Linked DNA regions of Sus scrofa: all the other regions are linked to region 1. The links are chromatin contacts, called in public Hi-C, HiChIP or PLAC-seq and promoter capture Hi-C maps. All regions are on one chromosome and are shown on one strand. Each heading gives the region's core, a stretch centred on a gene start, on an enhancer-like site or on the middle of the called end of the contact. The rest is flanking DNA. Distances are from core to core; before and after follow the strand shown.

The links. Promoter capture Hi-C pulls out the DNA fragments that hold promoters and counts their contacts. Hi-C and Micro-C count contacts between places; a contact is called where the count stands out from the background. HiChIP or PLAC-seq counts read pairs in DNA pulled down with a chosen protein or histone mark.
Region 2: a contact with region 1 is called in an H3K27ac HiChIP or PLAC-seq map of alveolar macrophages. The contact joins the promoter of ZBTB5 here to the promoter of SLC25A51 in region 1. A contact is called at or near these places in 2 of 5 promoter capture datasets (fetal liver and liver), 2 of 47 Hi-C or Micro-C datasets (heart right ventricle and liver) and 2 of 2 datasets of contacts at active chromatin or transcription factors (alveolar macrophages and skeletal muscle).
Region 3: an H3K27ac HiChIP or PLAC-seq map of alveolar macrophages shows a contact between it and region 1. The contact joins the promoter of POLR1E here to the promoter of SLC25A51 in region 1. A contact is called at or near these places in 2 of 5 promoter capture datasets (fetal liver and liver), 15 of 47 Hi-C or Micro-C datasets (alveolar macrophages, brain, embryonic fibroblasts and 10 more) and 2 of 2 datasets of contacts at active chromatin or transcription factors (alveolar macrophages and skeletal muscle).
Region 4: a promoter capture Hi-C map of liver shows a contact between it and region 1, with 11 times the contacts expected there. The contact joins the promoter of ALDH1B1 here to the promoter of SLC25A51 in region 1. A contact is called at or near these places in 4 of 5 promoter capture datasets (fetal skeletal muscle, liver and skeletal muscle), 13 of 47 Hi-C or Micro-C datasets (alveolar macrophages, brain, embryonic fibroblasts and 4 more) and 2 of 2 datasets of contacts at active chromatin or transcription factors (alveolar macrophages and skeletal muscle).
Region 5: a contact with region 1 is called in a promoter capture Hi-C map of fetal skeletal muscle, with 12 times the contacts expected there. The contact joins the enhancer-like site here to the promoter of SLC25A51 in region 1. A contact is called at or near these places in 3 of 5 promoter capture datasets (fetal liver, fetal skeletal muscle and liver), 28 of 47 Hi-C or Micro-C datasets (adipose tissue, alveolar macrophages, brain and 16 more) and 2 of 2 datasets of contacts at active chromatin or transcription factors (alveolar macrophages and skeletal muscle).
Region 6: a Hi-C map of embryonic fibroblasts shows a contact between it and region 1, with 2.2 times the contacts expected there. The contact joins the promoter of TOMM5 here to the promoter of SLC25A51 in region 1. A contact is called at or near these places in 3 of 5 promoter capture datasets (fetal liver, fetal skeletal muscle and liver), 11 of 47 Hi-C or Micro-C datasets (alveolar macrophages, embryonic fibroblasts, heart right ventricle and 6 more) and 2 of 2 datasets of contacts at active chromatin or transcription factors (alveolar macrophages and skeletal muscle).

What each region holds. Positions count from the first base shown.
Region 1 is chr1:238,665,640-238,670,038 of Sscrofa11.1, forward strand. It overlaps SLC25A51 (solute carrier family 25 member 51), which reads right to left and starts at 1,789. Exons shown (of 3, transcript NM_001258408.1): 1 at 1,697-1,789.
Region 2 is chr1:238,175,736-238,180,134 of Sscrofa11.1, forward strand. It overlaps ZBTB5 (zinc finger and BTB domain-containing protein 5), which reads right to left and starts at 1,742. Exons shown (of 2, transcript XM_021066137.1): 1 at 1,499-1,742.
Region 3 is chr1:238,195,080-238,199,478 of Sscrofa11.1, forward strand. It overlaps POLR1E (DNA-directed RNA polymerase I subunit RPA49), which reads left to right and starts at 2,580. Exons shown (of 12, transcript XM_021066147.1): 1 at 2,580-2,744; 2 at 3,607-3,710. The coding sequence starts at 2,669.
Region 4 is chr1:239,107,723-239,112,121 of Sscrofa11.1, forward strand. ALDH1B1 (aldehyde dehydrogenase X, mitochondrial) reads left to right here and starts at 2,092. Exons shown (of 2, transcript XM_003353586.5): 1 at 2,092-2,348.
Region 5 is chr1:239,084,648-239,089,046 of Sscrofa11.1, forward strand. No RefSeq gene overlaps it. Among named protein-coding and RNA genes, the nearest start is that of ALDH1B1, 23 kb to the right of the region's middle. Within about 2 kb of position 2,239, at least 5 of the 83 cell types and tissues checked have an H3K27ac peak or open chromatin away from gene starts, as enhancers often do. A contact at or near this core is called in fetal skeletal muscle, where this site is marked.
Region 6 is chr1:238,331,185-238,335,583 of Sscrofa11.1, forward strand. TOMM5 (mitochondrial import receptor subunit TOM5 homolog) reads right to left here and starts at 1,882. Exons shown (of 2, transcript XM_003122021.5): 1 at 1,674-1,882. The coding sequence starts at 1,794. It overlaps LOC102165621 (a long non-coding RNA gene), which reads left to right and starts at 2,001. Exons shown (of 3, transcript XR_301353.3): 1 at 2,001-2,092.

The DNA of each region.
Region 1 (4,399 bases), core at 539-3,038:
TTAGGGTCTCAGATTTTTAAAACTAGGCCTTGACATAGGGAAAAGGAATGCAATGAAACCCTTCTGGACTTTACAGATTTAAAGCTTTCCCTCTCATTTCTTCCTAGATAAGGAGATAGTGTAAACAGGTTCTTAATTTAGCCAGGAGAAGGAAGGATAGTGTACAGAGTATTCTGTAGCGATGAAATTAAAAATTTTGTATATTTATACTTGAACATGACTAAATTTCTTTGCTAAACTGATCTACATATTTAAATTCTTTAACATGGATAATTCACTCCAATTTATTGCAACATATATATACCATAATTTTACATTGCCTGCTACCTAAAACACTCGACCTATGTCAGCATAAGGAGGCAAAGTTAATCAAGATGACTTTCAAGCAACTCCAAGTGTCAAACTTTTATGGTAAAAGAAAACAGTGTAATCTAAATGCTCACCATAATTTATAGCCCACATGGATAAGACACAGTTGTGAACCCAGCACAAAGGTCTTTGTACAAAAACTACGGAGAAGGCAACTGTAATTCTCCAAGGATGTTAACTCCTACAAGTCAGCAGGTCTGAGTCAGCATTCACATAAGATAAACCTGGGATCCAGTGGTCACTATCTTGCCACTATAAATTTAAAGCAATGTCTATGATTTAAAAATCCACTTCTCTGGGCTTAATCTACCAAAGGAAAGACCAGGTAAGTCCACTGCTTTTTAAAGAGACTGCTTGTGATCTTTGCCTGAGATGCACTCAAGGTGACTCCAGATCCAAAACGCCTAACCTGTGCTCTGAAATCACCCGCGGACCTAACCAGTCCTAGAACCTTTTGCTTTCACGGAACCCTTTCAAAAACAAGTACAGAGGAAGCTCAGATTGGCAAGGTCACTACCGTTACTCTAAGGGCTTCTGTTTCACAGCTTGCACGTAGTGAAACAGAAGGTGGGGATTAAGACCAGCTGTATACAGTTATAGGGCCAAAAAAAGGGTAAATATAGCCTTTAAGACGCCCCACTTAGATAAGCTTAATACCCAATAATTGGTACAAATTTACAATTAACAACATAATCCCATCACCACCACCAGACCAAAAAAAAAGCCTCGTACTACAAGTTTCCTACAACGCGAAGCAACATGGTGTCGCAGAATAAGCATTGTCTGGTTGTGCGGCTGAACTTACCATTCTCCAGGCGTCCATTTCCCCAGTGTGTGATAAGAGGGAGGGGAGGGTGGTGGGTTCGCCAAAGCCCCTTCCGTCTCTGACACCGGACAGAATAAGGGGTCCGGGGCCCATTCGCAGTGCCGGCGCCGCTCCCCTCCCGCGCAGGCAAAGCAAGAACCCTTCCCGCCCCGCTCTAGGTGCGCGGCAGAAGGCACCTCCCCGCCCCAGGCGCGCCCAAAAGAGCGCGCTGCCTCCTCCACCGGAAAAGCTCTTTCCGGCAGCCGGACAGCGCCCCTGGCTCAGCGAAACCCGGCGGCCGCCGGCCCCTGCGGCTGCAGGCCCCACCCGGGAGGGCACGAGCGGCAGTGGCGGGGCGCGCCGTGGGGCGGAGGGGACGCAGTGCGCGCGCGCGCGCTGAGGGGTAGGTGGGCCAGAGGACGCGGCAGACGGCCTCCTCGGACCCTCCTTCGTGCTTCCAGGCACTCCTTGCTGAGGCCGGGGGAGCCCCGCGTTTCCCTCTCACCCGCCTCCCACACTCACCCATCGCCGCGGGCCCGGCTCCGCGCCCGGTAGCCGCCCGCCCGCAGGTAGGCCAGCCCGCGAGCCCAGCCGGCGCCGGCGCAGGCGCAGACATTGACCGACCCCAGAGCTCGGGGCGGGGCGTGACGCGCTGGACGCTGCCGAGCCCGGTCACGTGAGGGAGACTACGCCGCGCTGCCTCCCTCTAAACCTGCGGAGGGTGAGGGGACGCCTGCCCACCCCTGGCAGCTGTGCGGCGAGCGAAGGCACTTGGGGGGTCACCCATCACATCTGTCGTAGGGCTTTGAGATTCCGCTGGATGGAATGCCATACCGTGGGTGCCCTACGGTGGCCTTGCCGTACCAGAAACAGCCAACGCGTTCTCTAGTGCTTGGTAGCCGGGAGGACCCCTGGGTACTGACAGTTGTGGGTTGCAAGCGCGCCTTTGCTGAGGCCTTGAAAGTCTCCGCCTCCCTCCCCTTGTAGCCTTGGTTAGCTTTCATTGAACCCTCGGAGTGGCATATTGTCAGCTGCTATTACTGCAGGTCACAGAACACCTGTGTGTGCTTTAGACTATACAAGTCATTTAAAAACCCTGTTTCCTTTCAACCTCAAACAACTTGCACGCATTGAATGCCACTGCACTGAGAATTAAGAGGCATAAGTCAAATCATAGTCCTGACCCTTCCTGGGAGTGACTTTGGACATGTCTCTGAGCCCCAGATCCTGAAAAGTAACACCTGCCTTACATGCAGCCCTTGGCCCCTGTAACAAGCACTGGGAGCAATGATCTGACTCTACCTTATATACTGGAAGGCACGCAGATGTGAGGCGTTGAAGGAGAGTGAGGCTCTACAGGAGGCTCATCAGATCTGTGAGGTGTATGCTCTTTAAGTGGGGTTTGTCAAATAGGCAACTCACCTGGCATGAAACACTGGTCAGGGTATGGGTATAGGTTGATGGCTCTCCCTGGTCACTTCCCCTGAGAGCATTTTGTAGATATTGACTCCAAAATTGTGTCCAGTTTGCCTGAGCTGGCCTGATAAACAGCTTCTTGGGGTGTGGGAAACCATGCTACCTAATTTCACCACACACTCTCCAGAGGTACCTACTGTGTGCCATCGTCCTCACCTGAACTCTCTTGGGGGGAACTTAGAATCCAAGTAAGGATATAAAAACAAAAACTCTGGAAGTTTATATGCATGAGGGGCTTCTTCCCTTAAGGGACAACCAGGACGGGCTTCACAGGGTGGAGGCGTTTGAACTGGGCCTTGGAGGATGAATGAATGGAATTTGGATGAGTGGAGAAACTCATAGTGGCAAGAGATAAGGTTGTCAAGGACAGGTGGTGAGGTCTGATAGGGCAGATCTTGACTTTCAAGTGCAGGCACCGGGCATCTGATTAGGGTTCGGGGATAGATTTCAGGCTCCACAGGATAATGACCAGGCCACACAGTAGTTTGGAGTGATTAAAAATTGGGCAGCAGTTGGGGAAGGGCATTTACGTTGGAATTATGTTTGCCCTGTCTTGTGTGAATCCCTAATCAGCTGTATTATTCAAAAAATAAATAAACCAGGCAGGCAGCCAGTGTGTTCATAAGCATAAATAATTCATTTCAAATTAGAATGGAGAGGTTCTTCTCCTAGGGTAAAACCCGAAGAGGAGGCAGAGATTGAAATTAAACACACAATTGGGGCACAAAAGACTCAAAAGAGTCAGGAAATCCCAAGCTGATAGGAACACTCATGTCTGGAGCCCAGCCAGTCTGTTTCTTTTATGCTGTAGGTCACAGCGCAGGCCCCTGCCCCTCCAGCACTGGGTTCCTTGTCAGAACCCTCCTACATGCTTATTTGGCTCTTCTTGGGCATATGAATGTTGGAGGTCAAAACCTCTGTTTTCTGGAGTTCCCGTCATGGCTCAGTCGTTAAGGAATCCAACTAGGAACCATGAGGTTGTGGGTTTGATCCCTGGCCTCGCTCAGTGGGTTAAGGATGTGGCATTGCCGTGAGCTGTGCTGTAGGTCGCAGATGTGGCTCGGATCCCGCGTTGCTGTAGCTCTGGTGTAAGCCGGCAGCTACAGTTCTGATTAGACCCCTAGCCTAGGAACCTCCATATGCCGAGGGAGCAGCCCTAGAAAAGGAAAAAAAACAAAAAACAAAACCCTCTGTTTTCTGATTCAGGAATCATCATAAAATTAACCTTTCATTTCTCTGTCCTCACCCACTCATTCTTACATTCATTCTTCAGTCTCTTAAACTGTTCTGCACACCTCCAGCCTCCATATCAGCTGTCAGAGAATATCCTCTAACCCAGCTTTGATCATCTCACTCCTCAGTTTAAAAATTTCCAATGGTTCCCTCTCCCCCACTCTCCCAGCAAATCCAAACTCCTTGCCTTGGCTCACGGGCTCTCGGCATCCTACCCCCTCTGCCTGTCTCTCCACCACATCCCCAGCTACATTCTCTGCTTCAGCCATGCTCAGTTTCTCCGTGTTTTGCAAATCCTCCTGTCACTTAAGCCTTTTTCCCCTTTCTCACCATCCATTCTCAGCTGTCAAACATGTTAGCCCTTTAAGGCCCTTCTCCTTCTCCCCCCAACAGCATTCACTGTTCAACCCCAGGCAAAGATGGTTTTTCTTGGCCTTTGCCTTCCCACAGCACAAAGTTTGGAGCTGTTCTAACATCTTCCCTATGTCATAACCATTCATGAAGGTGTCTCCCTTT
Region 2 (4,399 bases), core at 492-2,991, 490 kb before region 1:
TCCAGCTAACTATACCTTGTCCTGACACAACTTTTAGGAGAGAAAAGGCAAATCCAAAAACAAGTTGACTTCAGGACTCTTTAAAAAAAAAAAAAAAAAAAAAATCCTGGTTTGTTTATTTAGCAGAACGCAAGAGACCAGAACAGGTCCTCGACCTGTTAAGTCTTAACTGGCAGGTCACCAAGCTGGCAGTGGTGGCACAGCCAGTCTTCCCAAGTTTCCTGGGATTTCCAGAGGGGGTTAAAGCAATAGTGGGAGGCCTTTCCTTGGTTTAGGGGCTTTTCTTTAAAATTCTCTTCCCTCACCGCTAATCTTTTAGCTTACCATCCTCACAACCCAAATCATAGCACTTCACTGAATTCAGTTTCTCCAGAAAATGAGGCATTCAGCCCACCTTTTCAAAATTATCTAAGGCACAACAGCCTATATAACGACAACAAATCATCATTGATGAGTAAGGCACAGCATTCTCTTCAACCTCTAAAGAAAAGATCCCAATGTATGTCATATCTTCTACCTACTAAAACAGAGAAGCATAGAAACACATTTTGGAAATATTTTTGCTTCAATTCCTGAAGGTGAAAGGTTTCTTACTTCCACTAATTAAAATTAACCCCAGAACCCAAGTATACCACTTAGCAATGAAGCTTTTACTGCGCCTTTATGTAAAAATTTTTTGCCAAGTTAAATATTCAGGATTTGTGTCCTATTCAGAAATTAGCTTCCACAGTATCGTCCACAAGGCCAGAATACAGACTGACTTAATAGCAAATGACCTTTTTGGAAGGAAAAAAACTAACCTTCAACTCCCCTTAGTTCACTGCCTAACATGCATAAACCTGTATGTCCTCCAAACAAGGGAGGAGGGGGACAGACTGTTCTTACCACTGCATCCCCTACACCTCCTAGCACGAAGCCTGGAAGCAGTGGGTTTTCAATAAATGCCTATAAACACTTTAGTCCTTTTAGTTGCGGCATTCCAAAACACTGGCTCCGCCCCTCCTGGTTCAGCCGCCGGTTCCCGATTCCAGCTCGCCTTGGCCTTGCTCTGGTGAAACGAAACCTCGTCGCTCAATGAGACCCAGGACAGGGGCAAGGAAGCCACCCGACCCCATTCCGCAGATTCTCTATTCACCCTGCCAGGGTGCTGGTCTTTCCCACGCGATCCCAGGAACCAACGTAGCCCGCCCGCAGATCAGAGGGGGCAAGAGCCCCCGCCCCACTCGGCGGACAGACAGCCTGGCGTCGGGACGCGGGGGACGCCTGCGCAGAACACGCCTCCCACCCGCCTTGGCCCCTCCGCTCTGAGGGTAACAATAACCCTCAGGAAAGACAGGCAGGGCAGACGCGGGGGGGCACCGGTACGCTTCGGCGCGCGCCCAGACACCTAGACAAGACCCTGATCGCGCCGCCCACCCAGCTCCCCCAGAGCTCAACTGTCTCCACGTGAGCGCGCCAGCGCGCGCCACCACCGCTCCCGCTGACAGAGTCGCCTCACCTGAGCCGGGCTCCGCCCCCCTTCTCGCTGGAGGAGGCGGTGACCCTTCTTCGATCCGACCCGACAGTGTGGCAGAAGACCGGAACGTCCAGGCTGGCTCCTCGGTGATGGGATTTCCTCCCTCTTCCGTCCACCCCGCCTCTTGTTGCCCAGCTCCTTCAACCCCTTCGCCGCGGCACTCTTGAGAACACCGCGGCGGCTGCACACAGTAAACGGAAGTGACGCAACGCGAGATCGCCTACTCCGCGGCATTTCTCGTCCCCTCCGGCAGGGGTGCAACCAATCAGAAGGGGAGAGGGCGGGGCCGGGACAGAAGTGCAGCCAGCCGGCGCGCGGTATCTGGAGGAATTTACTCGGCCCCCGGAACACTGACCAATCCGCGGTCCCAGGAGCCTCGCTGTGTTTACTACCGACAGAATCCGTGAGCTCTGTGACCAATCACCGTTTGCCTTACAACACATAAAACTGTTATCAAACGCCTTTGAAGGCGGGATTTATCACTAAGCGGTTCTAGATTTAGACTGTAGAAAAGCGACTGAGTGTGGAGGCCAATCCAGGCCCATTGTGGGTGAGACCAGCTGGTTTTCCTAATTCCACCAATCACAACCACGACTGCCTTTGGTCTGAGCCAGGGGTAAGGCGAGCCCGCGAGGTAGTGTGTGTCCCACCACTGGCTGGACTTGAAGGATTTCCCTACCTTCTCGGCGCCCGGCACTTCGGTGACCACCGGCTCCCTATGGGATGCGAATTTCCTTCGTGGGACCCACTCACGCACGGTGTCCGAGGTTGAGTTCCCATCTCGTAGACTTTGGAAGGAATAAAATATAATTTCAGGAAGCTATATAGGTTGAATTAAGACAAAATCCAAGCTAAAGATGTTGAACCAAAAATTCTGTTCATCTCACAGAAGTTGGGTCCGACGCAGCCCTACGTCCAATCTAGGTGCCAGCGTCTCGAAGCGCTGGTGCCTCCCGGCTCCCCACTGGCACTTTGCTCTGCATTACCTGCCGCAGGTCAAATAAGCCTGCAGTCTCCAGAACCAAACCTCTAAAGAACAGCATTGGGAATGTGGAAGGGTGGCGGACTTCGAAGTGACGCTCTCAGAAAAGAGTAAGCTCCGGGTGGCTTCCAGACCTCCAGGTGCACGCTCGGATGGAGAGGCCAAGCTCTGAGGGACACTGGCTGGAGGGCTTCCGAGGGCACCGGGCCCTGGGGCAGAAAGAAGCTCTCTTTCCCTGGGTGAAGAGGAGGCAAGGAAGCCTGGGAGGGGCCTTCCCCGACGGGAAGTGTAAGGGGCATGGCGCGACTCCAGAGTTTAAGGCAGGCTGGGAACGCAGCTTGATTCTTGGGGCGGCGGGGCGGGGGTGGAGGGAAGACAGACTATTTTTAAAAGGGAACACCCCACTTCAGAATGTGACACTCAAGTTATCTTTGCAGCTGATCTGTCCCTTCACTGTACAGGTTGGAAATGTTGCCCTCGAGGTTTTTTTCTTTAAGGCTTCAATGAGGTCTGATGGTAAATTATTGTTCATTAAGATTCCCTGACATTTTGTAGCCCTTACACGTATTTTATTGCCAGACTGGGTGATTGAGAAAAAAAACGGAATGCTGACAGTAAGCCAGGTAATGTGAGAAGTCTCTTCACCTATGTGACCCTTAGAAACATATGTGAGCTAAAATGTTATCTCAGATTTACAGACTGGCAAAAATTAAAAAGATTTGTATGTTCAGCACTTAGGAACGTGTTTGAAAAAGTCCCATCCTATATTGTAGTTTAGGAGTGTCATTGCTGCCCTCTGAAGATCACTTAGTATCTTCAAATTTTAAATTAGGCATTCATGGAGTTTCCTGGTGGCTCAGCAGGTTAAGGATCCAGCTTAGTCACTGCTGTAGTTGGGGTTCCACCCTGCCTCTGGCAGTGACAAAACAAAACAAAATTTCATTCCCTTCTAGCTGGCAATTCATTTCTGGAAATTCTACTTAAATAAACAAATGTGGTAAAATATATAGGGGAATGTTGATCACAGCTTTGTTAGTGGAAGAAAAAAAAGAAACAATGCGAATGTGCATCTATAGAGGATTGCAATACATTGACATACACCGTATATGTAGTGTGACTCTTTATCCCTAATGATCCCATATGTGTACAAAACAAAACCAGTGAAAACCTGTGTGTGGACATACACATTATAGCTTGTAAATGTATGGCTAAGTTTGAAAGGATACTATCAAGCTGTTCAAGATTTACCTCAGTGAGGGGAAGTTGGGAAGGTGTGATAAGGAAATATTTTAAGAGGTCCTTCTTAATTTTAAGTCTTTATGTACTTCTGTGTTAATTTTTTTTAGGGCCACACCCGCGGCATACTGAGGTTCCCAGGCTAGGGGTCAAATTGGAGCTGTAGATGGCGACCTACGCCACTGCAAGAATAGCCAGGAGGGAGTTCCCATTGTGGCTCAGCGGAAATGAACCCAACTAGTATCCATGAGGCGAGTTCAATCCCTGGCCTCGCTCAGTGTGTTAAGGATCCAGCATTGCTGAGAGCTGTGGTGTAGGTCACAGATGTGGCTCAGATCTGACATGGCTGTGGCTGTGGTGTAGGCCATCTGCTGCGGCTCCGCTCTGATTGGACCCCTAACTTTTGATCTTCCATGTGCCACCCTTGGTGCTAAAAAGCAAACAAACAAAAAAAAAAAAGAATAGGCAGGAAAAATCTTGGAAAAATTAACAAGCCATAGTGCTCACAATTACAAACCTCTTTCTTTCTTTGGCCACACCTGTCGCATACAGAAGTTACGCACCTAAGGGTTGAATTAGAGCTGAAGCTGCCAGCCTGCTCCACAGCGACAGGAACGCTGGATCCCAGTTGCATCTGCAACCTACAACGCAGCTTGTGGCAACGC
Region 3 (4,399 bases), core at 1,330-3,829, 470 kb before region 1:
GGAAGAAAGCAGAATGAAACCTTCCCATGCTGGATGGGAATTAGAGGTCACTGTTGACTTATGGTCTCTAATATATACATAGATTTAGAAATAAATTGGGAGTTCCCGCTGTGGTACAGTAGATTGATGATCCAGCTTGTCTCTGTGGCATTGACAGTTCTATCCCCGACCCAGCTCAGTGGCTAAGGATCTGGCATTGCTGCAGCTATGGGATAAGTCACAGATGCAGCTCAGTTTCAAGCTCTGGCCCAGGAAATTCCATATGCTACAGGTGAGGCCCAAAAAAGAAAAAAAGCACTTTTAGTTGTAAAATTGTGTTTAGATACATATATTCACTAATTCAGGCCTGGGAGGAGTGACGTCCCAAAAGCAGACATAGATCCTGGTTTCTAAGTATCATTTCTGACCAGAAGAAACCAGAACTCCTTGGAGAAATGAGTGATTTTGGGCTGGGGCAGGGAAAGTACAAGATGAATTGAAACCGTGGCCAGAGAGCAAGGACATGTTCAAAAAAAATAATGTGAACATGTTAAAAGGACACTAACCAGCTTATGGGGTTCCCACTGGCCCAATCTGGGAAAATTTGGCCATGAAACTAAATGACAGTAGCAGATTCCAATCTACTGAATAAAATAAGAATCCACAAATCCATACTGATATTTGTAAGTAAATAAATGAATAATTGAAAGGTGAACAGGATATTTACTTAGTCTATAGTAAAAAAAAATTGCCCACAATATACTTATTAATTACAAAGGGAAAAGAATAACTTTACTGTGGAGAAACATGGCTGATTCCACATTAGTTAAGTGATCAAAGTTACTGTAACCTGTGATGGGACAAATCGAATTGTACATCACCTGACATAACACAATGAGAAGAACAGTATCATATTTGTAAAATTTCTGCCAAAGATGCATAACCTGAAGCTAATCACTTGGAAACATTAGAGAAACATTAGACAAACAGATTGAAGGACATTCAAAATAACTGGCCTGTGAACTTTAAAATTCAAAGTCAGAGTAAGAAACTGTTTTTGGTGGAAGGAGACTACAGAGCTATGCCAGCTAAATGCAATATGTGATTCTGGACAAGATCTTCTGTTATAAAGACATTACCAGAAGAGCTGATGAACTGAAGTGGGAAATGATGAGTATATGGTAGTAATGTAGCAATGTTAATTTCCTGATTTTTATGGCTGTAGTGTAGCCATTTAGGGATCGTTTTTGTCTGTAGGAAATACTATACATGGTCTTCAGGTGTGATGGGGCATCAGGTTGATAACTTACTCTAAAAAGTTCAGGGCCAGAAAATTTCTTTGCACTGTACTTGCAATTTTTCTGTAAGTTGAGATTTGGTAATTAGAAAAGACTTGCTCAGAAAAAGGAGAGCTCAGGTGTTATCTTTTTTTTTTTTTTTTTTTTGTCTTTTTGCCGTTTCTTGGGCCGCTCCAGTGGCATATGAAGGTTCCCAGGCTAGGGGTCTAATCGGAGTTGTAGCCACCGGCCTACGCCAGAGCCACAGCAACGCGGGATCCGAGCCGCGTCTGCAACCTACATCACAGCTCACGGCAACGCCGGATCCTTAACCCACTGAGCAAGGGCAGGGACGGAACCCGCAACCTCATGGTTCCTAGTCGGATTCGTTAACCACTGCGCCACGAAGGGAACTCCCAGGTGTTAATGTTTTTTAGATCATCTTGGAAGTACGTGCAGGGGGAGGGGAAGTCTCAAAAGAAGGCAATTTGGAAAACACAGATGAGTCAACCTGGTTCTTTCCCTTCAACAGTACCCTCCTTTGACTGAGAAAAACGGGTCCTAGCCTGGGCCCATGCTGAAAGATCTGCTTTAATCCTCCTTTTTGCCTAATAACTCCCCATGCGGTAGGGAGGGTTGAATCCGCGGGGACAAAGGACCATGCCTTCTGGTTCCCCCTTCTTGTCCACCCCAGAAGCTTTGAGTCTGCTGGGCCTCTCCCACTGGTCCATACTCTCAGAGTTGATTGAACCACAGGTGGTACTGTGCCAAGGTCCGAGAAGATGAGGTCATGTTACTGTTTACAGGATTGTGGATCACGTTTGGGCTTAAGGATTGATATCCAGGTGTGTGGATGGAGGTCCTGGAAAGCGGCCGGTCTCCGCCAGTCGCCACATTTAGTTAGCGTGCAAGGATTGCCTATCGAAAAATTCTAAATTTGAACTTGGACTTTCAGGCGTCAGTAAGACTTATTTGCCTCGGTGGTAGAGATAGACCATACCCTACCTAGACTCAGCCGCGAAGAAACCCGTCTATGCGCTAAAGCAAGACCTGAAGGTAGTGTGCTCCCTAGCGGCACACGACCTGTAAAGAGCAGGCCGAGTGCTGGGCCAATCACGTGTTGCGCCTTGCTGCGGAGGAAGGAGCGGGGCATAGGGAGCGCAGAGACCCCGCCTCTCCACGCGGAGGGGCGGGCGAAGAGTGAGAGGGGATGGCCCGCCTCAGAGCTCAGCGAGACAGCGCTTAGGGGCCGGGCCTGATGGGGGCGGAGCCACGCATCTCTGCGTGCGCAGGGCGGTGCCCGGAGAGGCCACGCCTCTTCCGCCCTGCCTTTTTTTTTTTTTTTTTTCCACCCGCGTGTACCTAGCGGACGCAGTTGTCTTAACTCCTGTGCTTGGCGGTAGAAGGGCGAGATGGCGGCGGAGGTGTTGCCGAGTGCAAGGTGGCTGTACTGTGGAGACCCCGAAGAGAGCCAGAGAGCTTTACTGGGTAAGGACTGCGGAGCCGGAGCAGAGCTCCCTGTAACTTCCTCCCTTTCTGTCTCGGTATCTACAGCCCTCGTCTTCCCTTACTGGTCCGTCCCCCTTCTCAGCTGGGCCAGATCCCTTCCAGGCTCTACTGCTACTTAGGGCTCGGCCAGGGTTCCTCTGTCATCTCACCGCGTTTCTGTCACCACCTTCCCGCTGAATGAGGCCTTACCAGTTACCCCTTCCCAGTACTCTAGACCCGGTCATCTCCTCACCCATCAAGTCTCAAACCTGCTCCATTTACTTTCCTCCATTGGGCAGAATTTTTCTTTATCTTTTTAGGTCTGGTCCAGGCCTCGTCAGTTAGTCCCATTTCCCCTAGTTATTCCCTCCCGTCGAAGCCCCTCTCTCCTCAGGCCTCCCCTTACCTTCCCATCCCCTCCCCATCCTCTTCCCACCTGGATCCGGATCTCCTTAAGCCCTCCTTTGGGGAGTTCCCATCATGGCTCAGTGGTTAACGAATCCGACTAGGAACCATGAGGTTGCGGGTTTGATTCCTGGCCTTGCTCATTGGGTTAAGGATCCGGCGTTGACGTGAGCTGTGGTGGTGGTCGGATCCCGCATTGCTGTGGTTCTGGCGTAGGCCGGTGGCTACTGCTCTGATTAGACCCCTAGCCTGGAAACCTCCATATGCCGCGAATTTGGCCCCAGAAAAGACAAAAAACAAACAAAAAACAAAAAAAAACCTCCTTTGGGCCAGGACCTGGGCCTCTTTGCCATCCCCATTCCTTCAGTCACTCCCTCTCATTGACTGTCTGTTTCCTCTGCATCATACTCTCTTGGTCCTTCTGCTCTCATGTCATTCCTGGGCTACAATCTTACAGTCCAGTTCTCCAATGGGAAGCTGCAGAATCCAGGCAACATGCGCTTCACCTTGTACAAGAGCAATGATTCCACAAACCCCAGGAAGAGGAGTCAGCGGATCCTGGTAAGTGCTGCAGTAGCTTGTTTTCTCCACTCTGCAGGCTTCAGGAGGCCCCTTGGGTGTGGAAGGGAGTGAGAGGAGAAAAGCAGGGGATAGCAGATTAGCCTTAAAGAACTTTGAGCCCCAGCAGGCTGGTGTGTGGGAGCAGGCTCCATTCAGTTTCACACTTATGGTGAAATGATAGCCCTTTATTCATTTGTTCATTCAGCAACCATCTATTGAACCCCCACTGTGGCTCTGGGCCGTAAGCAGCTAGGGAGACAACTAAGTCAGACATGGCCCCACCCGGAGGGAGCTCATAATCTAGAGCAGCATTTCTCAATCTCAGCACGACTGACCTTCTGACCCAGATAATTCTTTGTTGTGGGGACTGTTCTGCACATCCCTGGTGTTTAGCAGCTTCCCTGGTCTCTACCCAAATATACCTAGCACCTCCTCGTTGTGACAATAGCATGTCAGACATTCCCAGATGTCCCCATAGGGGTATTTCCCTGGGTTGAGAACCACTGATCTAGAGAAGTGAGAACTGGATGTAGGGGACACTTACACATAAGGAGACAAAGTTCAGGATTCCAGGGAGGGAGGGTACAGAGCAGGGCAAAGTGCGCTCTGCTTGCCAGAATGCCTTCTTGTGGCAGGATGCATTGGAGCCCTGAAGGATGGAGGAAGGTTTGACAGCTGAGGCTAATATT
Region 4 (4,399 bases), core at 842-3,341, 440 kb after region 1:
CTCCCACCCATCCTTAGCCAGTTCTGCTTTGTCAGGAAGGTCTTCCTCTGCCCCCTCTAACTTTCCCTCACAGGTCTGGCGCTGCCTTCGAGGACCCCACAGACTACATCTTGTTTTTTGCCTTCTGGAGCCTTGGAGGGTGCAGTCCTGTCCCTTGAGTTCTGAGAGGTGGACACTCCCAGTTCCTTCAGCTGCTCCTCACAGGACACAGCCTTTATCCTCTCCCCAAGGGGCCACTTCTTGTTTGCTACTGCGTCTCACACCTGCCCCAGCTTTCCAAGAGGCCTGACCACTGGAAGACTGATAGTTGTTTTGGCATGGATTCACTGCCTCTACAAATGAGGCTTGTTAATGACTGATCAAATAACCCTTAAGTCAATCCACCATGGAATGTCATGCCAAATGCCCAAAGGGTGCTAGGCTGGCCATGTGCTGGGGTGAGGGTGGTGGGGTGAGGGGGCGGGGGGGGCATGGAGGCAGACAGGGCTTTGCAAGGGGCCACACAATTGCTGGGAAAACATGAGCATAGATGTGGCAAGGCACAAGATGTAGTGCTTCTAGTGAAGAATTAAGTTTTGCAGCAAGGACTGTGAACATCCTAAGGATGACATGGTAACAAAAGACTCCATGGAGCTGTAGCTTAGGGAAAGAATTATATAAATTAATCAGGTTCAAACAGGAAAATGTGCATATTCTAAATATATGGAGAGGTAGAGATTTAAGAGAGAGAGTGGGTGCTGACAGAATTGCTGGAAGGGCCAGAGGGATGGAGAATCAGGGAGGACTTGACCTTCAGGACTGACTCAGAACAAGATGGATAGAGTCCACCAGCCTTGTTACCCTCTGAGACCACTTTGGGGGCTATTTAGCTCAAGACACAGTCCTTAGGCCATGATTTAAAGAGCAGGGAACAAGTAGCTGGAGTCAAGGAACCACAGCTGCAGCAGGCATCTCATACCCAGGGAGCTGGAGAAGAATGCAGAAAACCTCACATTTCTGCCATCATACTAGTGATGACCCAAAGGCAGCAGGACTGTACCCTCCACCTGCCACATGTGGCAGTGGTACTGCTAATCGGCACCACCTAGTTTACATTCAGAACTCTAGCTGCAAATGAGGCTGGGGGCCTGCTCAGAGCTTCCTAACTTCTCCAACCAGGAGGGTGCAGTGGAGGTGGAGCCGGTGGAAGACGGCAGGTTCAGGAATTAGCATCCCGTATGGCAACAACAAATGGAAACAGTCTCCATGTCCATCAACAAGCCATCTTACCACACAATTCTAGGCCACCCGGGAGAGGATGATGTTGCCATTTAATTAATTAGTGACACCATAAAAGGTTCAGAGTAAATTGCTTTTAAAAGGCAGCAAAAAAGAAGTCACCATATGATTTCATTTTCATTAAAAGAGTTTTTGAACAATGCAGAGGAAAAAAGTATCAGCAAGATGGATGGTAACGTTTGGGTGAAAGGATTGAAGATAATATTTTTTTCTTCTTGGAACCTTTTCTGTGTTTTCAAAGCTTTCTGCATTGTGCATATATTCTTGGTGTCCTTAGCCCCACCCCACCCCCGCTCCAATGCAGCTTTTAAAAGCTCAAATATAAAATCTACTGGGAAAAAGAGCAGTGAAGGTGGAAGACAAATTAGTGAACCAAGGAAAAAGAAGTGAGAGAGAGGGAAAGGCACAGAAGAGGCTAAGGAGAGCCTCAAGGATAGGAACTCAGGAGTTCCCTTGCTGGGCATCCTAGGTTAAGGATTCCAAGTTGTCACTGCAGCGACTTGAGTTGCTGCTGTGGCGCGGGTTCTATACCTGGCCCTACCTGGCCGGGAACTTCCACAAAACTCGGGCACTGCGCGCGGGGGCGGGGGAGAATGGTAACCTAATAAGGTGCATTGTGTGCAAAGGAGAAAGGAAAAATACAGTTGGGGCCCAGGCTCCCATTGATGTGTGACCTTTGAAGTCCTATCGTTTCTGGATTTTTGTTTCCGCGCCCAAACGTGCGTCTTAGGACCCCTAGCTCTGCGTGGCGATGCCTGAGAAGGAGCGCTTGCATGGTGCGGAATATTCGCAGGGATAGGGGGCCACTAGACCTTGAGAAGGGTAGTGAGCTAGCAGCACCCCCCCCCCCCCCAATCCTGAAGGCATAGAACAGCCAGCGCTTGGGGGTAGGAGCGGCGTTGGCCGCGCTGCGGAAGGTCTGCGGCGCCCTGGGCGCAGGCGGAGCCTCATTGGCTGCTGAGCTTCGAACTACGCGGAGGCGGGGCCTGTGGCGAGCCCCGGGCCGGTGGCCAGACTAGACCTGGGGGAGTCGGATCCCAAAACAGACCGCGAGCTCCAGCCTGCTGCAGGTAACTGGCGCCCCTCTCTCCTCGGCCCCCACTTCTCACGGACTGGCCACGACTCCCTTCGCTGCAACGCAGGCTTCCTCCCTGGGTCTCGGCTTCCCGATTTGGGGGCCCGCCTTTCCGCCCGAGGGAACGCTGTGGGAACCTCTTCCTGCTTCCCACCCCGCCTCCCACACCGGGTCTCTGGGTGGCGCCGGAGGGGCCCTGAAGACACAGACCTTTGAAACCTCAAATCTTCCCGGTTACCTTGACCTCGTCGCTCCCCGCCACTGGGCCCACTGTAGTAGAGAGCCCCGGATTGTAGCTGTGAGGCCAGTACACGCACTCCCTCCAGCAGAAAGGATAAGGTGGGCGCTACCCGGTCCTCGATGACCCAGTGGGCACAGTGGGCGCTAATAAAAGAGTTGTCCGTAGGAGGGGGGAAACACAAAGATAGGGCTGTGGGAATCCAGGCTGAGGCTCCTATTCTTACTTGCTGTGTGTCCTCAGTGAGTCCCAGAACCTCTCTGATCCCCAACCTTCTTCCAGAATGGGTTGTCATCATCAACCTAAATTCTCTTGGGGCTTCTAGAAGCCTCAGGTGAATTGATTGCTCAGAAGATGGCCTGCAGACTGTAAAGTATGATGTTCTGTGAGCACTTCTCTACCCACATGATGGTGGAGGCCCCTGAGGCGACCCCAAGTAGGTCCCTAGAATAGAAACAGCCTTGGCTGTGCATGAAAGTAGCCTTGCCAACCTTGGTCTGTGATCAATCCTCTTGCCCTCTTTAGCCCCCTCCACCCCTACCCCGTGGATTGGTTAACCCCCCCATCCACCTTATCCTGACCTCCCCAGGGACTCCTCCCTCCTCAGACGCAGGCCTAATGGATGCAAGATCGCTTCTGTCCCAGCGTGGGTCAGAGTCCTGAACAGAGTGAACCCTGCATGCACCCCTGTCAGGTCTGCTGGCTCAGCTTCTCCCCAAGGGATGGCTTCCTAGGAATCTTTCATTTGTGTGGGGCTGGGGACTTAGCTGGGGCCTTGTTTCCCTGGATAAGTTCTTTGCTCCTCTCCCTGCCCAGTGGCAGGGGGTAGGGGTGCTGGGGTAGGGCAGGTGCAATTCTTTCGGGGGCTTGTGGGATAAGGTCAAGTGAGACAGCAGATGTGTAGAGATGTGCTTCAGCGAATCTAGGAACTTTATATACCACTTAAGTTTCATGGATTAAATTTTATAGGGTGTTTAGAGTTGTTATTTTCATCAAGTCTACACTTTTTAGAGTTGTAGGCAAGAATAAACAAAGGCTTCTTTCCAGCTGCTGTACTCATTGCACTCCTGGGAAAGCTGAGGCCTGACTGTGCCTGGGGAGCTGGCCTGGGCTGGTTTCTGAGGGTGCCGCCCAGCTCCGATGACCTGGATGCGTGTGCCAGGCTTTTTGTACTCACAACCCCATTCAGCGTAGCCCCATGAGGCATTTCACATATGAGGAAACTGAGGCACAGAGGTGAAGTGATGTAAGCTCCTCTGTCAGAGAACAGCTCTGTCGCCGAGTCTCTTCGGTTTTTACTCCACCCTGAGGTCAATTAAACAGCCTTTGTAAACAACCTTGGTGGATATTTTATTGTTTCCTCAGTATATTGTTGAATAACTACCTATTTGAGCAGCTTTTCTGTAGCTGGCATAATTCTAGGCATGAAGGACATAGAATTATGCCTAGAATTATGAATGAAATAGGAAAAAAAAAATCCCTGCTCACATGGAGCTGACATTTTATTGGGGGAGGGGAAGCATGTACATATACTATTTGGGGAGAAATAAAGTGCAGTGTGGGGGATAGAGAGTGCTGGGGCTGGTAAAAGTTGCAGTTTTATAAAGGGTGGTCAGGGAAGGCCTTATAGAGAAGGGGACATTTGAATGAAGATGCAGAAGAGGTGAGGGACTGAGCTGGAGGCTACATTGGGTGTGACACTTGGACCAGAGCATTCTTCAGGGCCCTTGTAGCCCTTAGAGCCGTGTTTTCAGAGGTGACATCCCTTTATGCTAGAATCTTGGGACGTCTGAGCTGGTGGCCCTGTC
Region 5 (4,399 bases), core at 989-3,488, 420 kb after region 1:
GGACTCTTTCCCAGTTCTCTGGGGTGGTGATCTGTGACCCAGTGAGATTAAAGGAGGGATAGAAGCCAGAGGCACAGGGTGTCTGGGATCTAGGCTCCATTCTGCCACAGGTTCACTGTGTGCTTTTGGGCAAGTCTCTTCCTTTCTCTGGGCCTCAGTTTCCTTACTTGTAAAAAGAAGAATGAGGTGGCCTCTAAGTCTCCCTCTAGCCCTGCAATTCTATAGGTCAGTGAGAAACCGCCCCTTGTCAGCAGTCTGCTCTGTACAAGTTCACAATACGAAGAAGCCAAAGCAGATTGCTCTGTATTCGTTTGGAAACACCGAATCAGTCTCCTCACTCCCAGTGGTTTGCTGTTGCCTTTCCAAATCTTGGCATCAGAGCCACAAGTTTCAGATATCTCTGCCCTTGATGCAGTTTCTCATGAGGCGAGAGAAATCTCTTCTCCCAGACCACAGCCACGTGGAGCCATCTGCAACATGGAGTTGAGAATCAAGTAGCAAGGAAATAGCTGTGTTGTGAGTGGAGAAGAGGTGAAAAATGATCCCTCAGTCCTGGGAGGCAGAGGTGACTTTGCAATGCCTCAAGTGGGTCAGACAGAGGGACAGTCTGTGTCCCATGAAACGGACCCTCCTCACAACAGTCTGGGAGTTAGGGGTCATTTCCCCCATATTAGAGGTAGGGAAAGCAAGGTGAAATCACCTGTCCCACATCACAGAGCCAGCAGTCACATCCAGGTTAAAATGTAGTCTCGGGAGTTGCCCGTTGTGGCACAGCAGAAACGAATTGACTAGGAACCATGAGGTTGCAGCTTTGATCCCTGGCCTCACTCAGTGAGTTAAGGATCCAGTGTTGCCATGAGTTGTGGTGTAAGTTGCAAATGTGGCTCAGATCCTGTGTTGCTGTGGCTGTGGTGTAGGCCGGCAGCTGTAGCTCCAGTTCAGCCTCTAGCCTGGGAACCTCCATATGCCACGGGTTCAGCCCTAAAAAGACAGAAAAGACAAAAAAAAAAAAAAAAAAAAAAAGTAGGAGTTCCCGTCGTGGCGCAGTGGTTAATGAATCTGACTGGGAACCATGAGGTTGCAGGTTCGATCCCTGGCCTTGCTCAGTGGGTTAAGGATCCGAGGTTGCCGTGAGCTATAGTGTAGGTCGCAGACACAGCTTGGATCCTGAGTTGCTGTGGCTCTGGCTTAGGCTGGTGGCTACAGCTCCGATTCAACCCCTAGCCTGGGAACTTCCATATGCCGCAGCAGCGGCCCAAGAAATGGCAAAAAGACCAAACAAAACAAAACAAAACAAAAAAAACCCTCGCACTGACACGGATCTGTTTACATGCATGTCCCCATTAGTAGAATGTCCTTTCAACAAGAGCTGGGTAGACTCAGCTTTTATCACAGGGCTCTCAGGAACAGAAAGATGCTCAATAAATGTGGGTGGAATTGAACTGGATTTTCACTGGAGCCCACCTGACCCTGGAAATTGGTGGACAGGTGATGCCCTATCAGGGTGGTGGTGTGTATCATCTCTGCAATGGTTTCCGGGGAGTCAGGCAGACAGACAAAGTGTTTCCATCCCAGCCGGGGGTGGGGTGGGGGACGACAAGGTCAGACTCTTAGGAGGAATTAATAATATCCAAGGAATTCCTCTGGAACAGCAGGGGGGAATAAAGATTCTTCAAAGAAGGCCTAATAGTGAATTCTCTGGATTTTCCAGCTAATTTGAAGGTACCTACTTGGAACATTTTCTTGTCAGAAAAGATTTTAAAATACATTCATTCAGTGTGACATGATAATTGGGCCTGGCTGCCTGATGAATGCCTTTTATCTGTTCCTGAGCTATTGTTCCCTGGGATCGAGCTGATGGGCTGGAACGGGCACTTTGTTAAGTGCATAAACAGAGCTACTCGCGATGATTTCTGGCCATGGGATGCAATGGGGTCTCAGAAAGATGCCGCTGGGGGCTTGAAATGACAAGGTGTCTGAGAAAAAAGGAACGTTAGAGAGCAGAGAAGGCAACTTCCTCCTTGTTCCCCTGGGGAGACCGAGGCCCAGGGAGGGGCAGGATCTGCCAGTACCACGTGCCAGGGAGGGGGCAGAGGTGGGTTGTGGACCTGGCAGTTCTTACCTAGAAGACAAGCCTCTCCCTCCTGTCTACAAGACTTCTGTAGAGAAGACACAGCAATGGCCAGTGTATGTCTGTGCCACTCACACTCCCACTTGATCCTTTGCCTGTTGCCCGGGGAACACCTGTTTCTTGCCAGGATGTGGCTGTGTGGAGCACAGTGCATTTCTGACAGCTGCCTCTTCTCAGCTATACAATGCTGTTATCGAAGCAGCTCTTTTCACAGGCCCTTTTCCCTTTCTCCTTCTTTTTTTAATCCTTTCTTTTATTTTAATGCCTTTGTCTTTTCGAAGGCAAACTTCCAGCCTTGGCCATCTGATAATCACTTGCAAAGACTCTATGCTTCTGTATCATCCTTTCTGAGAAGAAAGGACTGGTTTGGACTTACTGTTTGCCTTTACACAATATTATGGCTTACATTGATTTTTCTATTGAAATTTCTTTAGTATTTTTTTTTTTAAACCAGTTTTTGTTTTAGGGTATCTCGGAGAACTCCACATGTTAGTAAATTGTGACTTGGGTTCTCTGCTTTGTCAGAGCAGGGTGGCTATTTCTCTCTTTAAAAACTCAATGAACTGCCTTTCATTAACATTTAACGAATAAAACCGTTCCATCGGGAGTATGAAGTTGACATTTCCATTGTTTTCCTTAGAAAACACCTCGATGTTAATCATCCCTCAAGGGACTTCATTTTCCACAAAAGTAAGATAACAAAGGCCCAGGGTAGGTGTGCTTGTAGGTGCACTTGTACTGTTTAGACATGAATGCGTGTCTGTGTTTTCATGCTTATGTCTGTGTCTGAATGTGTATTTACAATACCACCCATGTGACCGTATTTGTCTGCCAACGTGTAATTGGCCATGTGTATGCCTAGGTTTGTGGTGGTGGTGGTGGTGGTGGTGGTGGTGGTGTGTGTGTGTGTGTGTGTGTGTGTGTGTGTAGGTGAAATGTGTGGATCTGAGTGTATATGGATACATGCATTGTGTGTCTCTGTATGTCTTCTGGCCATGTGACTATGCTCATGAGTAGATGTTTTCGTGCACATGTGCCGGTGCGTATGTATGTACACATCTGTGTGTGATGATTTGTGGGTTTGTGTATCCTTGTGTCTGATTGTAGGCACGTGTGGGGATGTCTTTGTCCCTGTTTCTCTACTTGAGTGTTTGCAGGAGAGGATGCCCAGATATGTGTTCAGAGCCTCCTATACGCATGTACACAGTACCCTCTAGTGGACATAAAAAGAATGCATCCCCCAAACCCCCACCAAAAAAAGCAGGACCCGAGTCACCTCTTTTCCATGCTAGTCTCTGGCTAGGCTTAGGACAGAGTTTCCAGGATAGTCCTTGAGAGGCAAGGGAGGGTAAGGCTCCCACTTCACAGGGAACTCCCTGTGGGGTTCAGCCCACTGGCAGCTGCTTCATAGTGTGGAGTGAAAGGACTCGTCCTCTGGTATGGAGCCAGGATCCCTGGGCTTCCACTTGGTGGTCCATGGGCTGGGAGGAAGGGGACCTGCACACCATCAGATCAAGGTGCAGAGGAGCCTTACTCAGAGCTTCCACATTTGCTGGGGCCCAGCCTTCTCCACTGCCCTCATCAGGCCCAATTCTAAGAACATATTTAGCTTCATGCCTTCCATATACCAAGTCTCATGCCCTGAGAAAATAGGATCCCTTCACCTGAGAGCCTGCATGAGTTTGCTCTTGCTGCTGTAACAGATTACTACAAATTGAGTAACTTAACCCAAATGTATTATTGTAGAGTCCTGGAGGTCAGAAGATTAAAACAGGTGGGCAAGACTATGTTCCTTCTGGGGACTCAAGGGGCAAAGCTGTTTCCTTGCCTTTTCCAGGTTCTAGAGGCTGTCTGCCATCTTTGACTCATGGTCCAACATCACTCTGCCATCTGCTTCTGTTATCACACCTGTTACTCTTACTCCAACTCTCCTGTCTTCCTCTTTCGTAGACCCTTGTGATGACATTGGGCCCACCTGGATATTCCAGGATACCCTTCCTATTTCAGGATCTTTAGCTAAATCACACCTCCAAAATCTCTTACTCTATGAGGTAACAGTTTCCAGGTTCTGGGTATCAGGATGTGGACATCTTTGGGTACCCGTTGCTCAGTCTTCCACAGATGCCCATCCCAGACTCCATCTCCCTGGACAATTCTGTGTAGATCAGGACAGACAGGACTTGAGCACCTAGGTTCATCTGTAGAATGTTTACCTTTTGTCTGACGTTGCACTAAACTCTTTAGGGACCATCTCACTGGGTATGCCCA
Region 6 (4,399 bases), core at 632-3,131, 330 kb before region 1:
AAAAGTATAGATGAACCCTGAAAACATTATGCTAGACACAAAGTCACAGTACTGTACAATTCTATTTATATGAAATGTCCAGAATTGGAAAATCCCTAAAGACAAAAAATGGGAATGATCAGTAATGACATGGTGTTTCTTTCAGAGGGAAATAAAATGTTCTAAAATAGATTGTAGTGATGGCTGCACAACTCTGACTACACTAGCAACCAATAAATTGTACACTTTGAGTGACTTGTATAACATGCATATTGTATCAATTTAAAAATCATAAGGAACAGTATTCTGTATTTTTTTTTAAAAAAACAACTCATATCGAATACAAAGGTCATTGAAAAGAAGCAAATATTTTACCGGCAGCTAAGTCAACCAAAAAAAGAGGAAGAAATAAATTGGGAGTTGTAAAAAGCTGTTGGAGCTGGACAATCTGAGGTGGCCTGTTCACCAGGGCTCCCTCTTCCGGGGAAGCACAGTATTACCACAGACAGCGAAGGGGGCAGATTAAGGGGACAAGACTTTAGGGAGTTCTGGCCCTAGGCCCAAAAGGAGCCCTCTACAAGATGACCTTAGTATGACCTTCATTTATTTGAATCGTCTCTTCCTCTTCATCAAGGACCTACTAACATACAGCAAGGAACAAGGAAAAGAACACTGAACTGAAAATGAGACGGAGGGGCAAAGTGCTTCTCAAATTCCTATCAGTAAAACTAGAAAACTGATCTATAAAACTGCATCCAGATCTAATATTGTGTGCTGGTAATTCTGATAATTTGCGTAAGTGCCCTCTAAATGTGGAGTTCTTATTTGCAAAGTGGACAGAGATTTATGTCCTGCCTCTCCCAGGGCTATTGTGAAGATCAGGCAGTGCAAATAGTTTCTATCAAAAATAAAATCGAATAAACTCTCAGGTATTATCATCAGTCCTATTAGGAAGTTTCCACTGTGGCCCAGTGATTAACACATCGGGTTTGTTTCTGTGGAGGCGCGGTTCCAGCCCCGGTCCAGAGCAGTTGTTAAGGATCCGGCTGTTACTGCAGCCGTGGCATAGGCTGCAGCTCTGGCTCAGATTAGATTCCTAGCCGGGTAACTTCCATATGCCTCTGTGTGGCCAAGAGAAAAAAAAATTAATCCTATTAACTCATACTCTTTTTTCGTCATTCTTTTAAAATAGCAATTATTTACTCCGCCCTCCATACAAATAAAAGGAACAAAACCTTTTGGATTTCAGAGGTCAGCAATAATGGAAGGAAACTTGGCAGCGAGTAAAGAATTCTGGATTCTAGGTCAAGATCATTCACCAAATCGCTGAGTGACCTTGAGCCTGCCATTTATCCACTCTAGACACAAGTTTTTCTGTGTGCAAAACGAGGTAGCTGCTCTGGGAGATAACCCTTGAGGCGCTTTCATTTCAAACGGTCGGGCTGGGTGATTACCCTGGACCGTGATTCAACCTCGAGGTCCAGGTCGCCGCGTGCCCTAAAACACTCCAGCCCTCACAAGCAGATCCTAACCGCGTCGCGCATGCGCCCGCTGCCCTCGACGTGCACGTCCCTTGCGCCCAGCGACCGCTTAGTTTAGTTCAAGGCCCCCAAAGGCCAATGGGATCAAAGTTGGAGGGCAGTGTCCGCGAGCTCCCTGTTAGTTTCACGGCCACAGCCTGAAAGGACACTCACTGACTCGCAGCAGGGCCACATAGATGAGGAAGTTCCGTATGGAAGAGATCACATCCTCACGCATCTTCCGTTTCATCTCCTCAGGGTCCAGCTTCGGCGCGAGGCCCTCGATCCGGAACATCGCGGCTCTGCCTCACCAATTCCAGTGGTCGCGCTCTGCAATTCTCAGCTTCCGTGTGGCGCCCGGAACTCGACCCAATCCCATTTCCTGTTCCCGCCCCTCGTTTTCGACTCCTGCGACGGGAGCCTGCGAAGGACAAAATTCATCCTTACATTGACTTGTTCTGAAGGAGGGCGGCCTGAAGGGGGCACACGCCATCTTAGCGACGCGCGACTCGGGTTCCTGCAGGCTCCTGTCTTGAGCCCCGCGCGTGGAGCGGCAAAGTGGTTTTGCGCCTCGGAGGGGGAGGTGCACTTAGGTACCATCTTAAATAATAATAGTTAGCATTTATTAAATACGCAGTACATTTCTACTCATGAATTCGATATTATTATTTTCATTTTCTAGATAAGAAAATTAAAGCACAGAGATCTTTAAAACAACTTGCCCAGATAGTGTTTAAAATACCTCAGGGGGAAAAAAAAGGGTTGGGAAAGAGAGATGAAAGGATATTAGCAAAATATTGAAAATAACTTAGGTGGTGATTAGTGTATCATTTCAGTTAATTATTCCAGTCTTTTATTATGAATAATTTTGAACTTTTTAATGATGAGCTAAAATAAAAAGACAAAGATGATGACATTTGCTCAAGGTACACAACTAGTCAATTCTGAGCAGGGTTGTGTACCTAGTTAGACCAGTAGGGTCCCAGACACATAGTTTTTAACATTTTACGTTTTATTATTGTCATCTCATTTTCAGTGTTAACTGATCATCACAAATTACAGTATTGGCCCAGTGATACAGTGTATATAAATCAAGTTTAGATCTGTTCAACATTCTACAGATAAGGACAGAGAGGTTTAGAAACCCAGTGTAATTCCTAAAGTCTTTCTACTAATGATGGGCAGAGGCAGGGTTCTAATGCAAATAATTATAATATTAAATTGAATTCTCTTTCCCCTGCACCCTTTTGTTCCTCTGTTAGTCTTTATTAGCTATTAGTGCCTGCTTGGATGGGCATCTCTGGAAGCAGAAGGTAGGAATTTAATGCAACCAGATTTCCTGTCACGGAATGATCAAAACAGTTGTTAGAAGGCTGCTGCCCCAAATTATGCATGCCAACTAGCCATATATAATTCTCAGACACGAACCAGATGACTGACTTGCTCACATAATTCAAGACCAGAATGCTCCTTCTAGACTGTACATTGCATAGCAACAATGGATTTTAGATAAATTTGAACAGTAATTTACTATGGAAGCAACAGATAACTCTTAAATCTTGCTCTTCCCCCCCCCCCAACCCCCTGCCTTCCTGATTGACAGAATGTAACACATTGAGTCAAGAAAGGGAACTCATTTGCTTATTCAGGCTTTAGTAACCTCTTGCATCTATAATTCATGCAGTGGAATAGCAGAGGCAGCCCTGGAGTGGGAGGGGCTGATTCCCAAGGAATGGCTCCATCTAACCCTTGGAGAGCGTTTAGAAAGCCTGCACTGATGGTGGAAAGCAGTGGGGGCTGCGGAAAGAACCTGAAAAAGGAGGTGGGGGGAATGAAAGTATGTTTCTTTAGTTAAAGGGAGGAGATACAATTTTTTTTTTGTCTTTGCTTTTTGGGGCTGCACCCTCAGCATATGGAAGTTCCTGGGCTAGGGATAGAATTGGAGCTATAGCTGCCAGCCTGTGCCACAGTCACAGTCACCGCAGACATGGGATCCAAGCCGTGTCTCCACAGCTCAGGGCAACACCAGATCCTTAATCCACTGAACGGGGCCAGGAATTGAACCCTCATCCTCATGGATACTAGCCATATTCGTTTCTGTTGCAGCACAACAGGAACTCCCAAAGGGAAGAGATGTAATTAAATGCGCTTGAGAGTCCCTTTCAGTTCTAACAGTCTGTGCATTTAAATTCTAAATGTGTTATCTAGGGCATTCTGGTCTGGAATGTATGGACATCAAAATATTATCAAATGTGGTGAGATATGGAAACAGCCTGTGTGTGTTTTCCATGGTAGGAAGAACATAACAATAAGGCACACCTCATCCATCTGAAGAGTGAGGCAAAGCAGATGTGCAAAAAATGAGTTCTTATGTGATTCCAGTAACTTACATCCTTAGTGTTGCCCGAGTTTAGATATACAGTTCTCAAATGAAATTACCAATTTTTTTTCTTCACTGAGATGCTCTTGAATAACTTGCCTGGATTCACAGGGAACTGAAGAGAGAAGAAATTAACAGAAGATCATGTTTCTTGGTAAAAAGCACAGATTTTTAGCATTCATCCAATGTAAACACCTGTTTATTTGAAAACATGGTTGTAAATGGCTGATTCGTTAAAGTGCAATATTATTCTCTAAAAGCCTGGGGCTTGCCTCCTTGTAAAGAGACTGGAAGGTAGTGGGTAGAAATATGGTGTAGCTGTGTCTTGGGGGTAAGGAACTGGTTCTGGATGCGAACGATTTAGGAGGTGAACTGTTTCTGTCTCAGAGACGTTCATCCTGAAGGACTCTCTTCCCTTTCGTGGCTCTTCTAGTTGTAAAGGAGGAAACATGAAAAGATGTTAGATACTTTCATTGTCTTTCCTTTTCCTGGTTTTTGTTTGTTTGGCATGTAGGTGGAG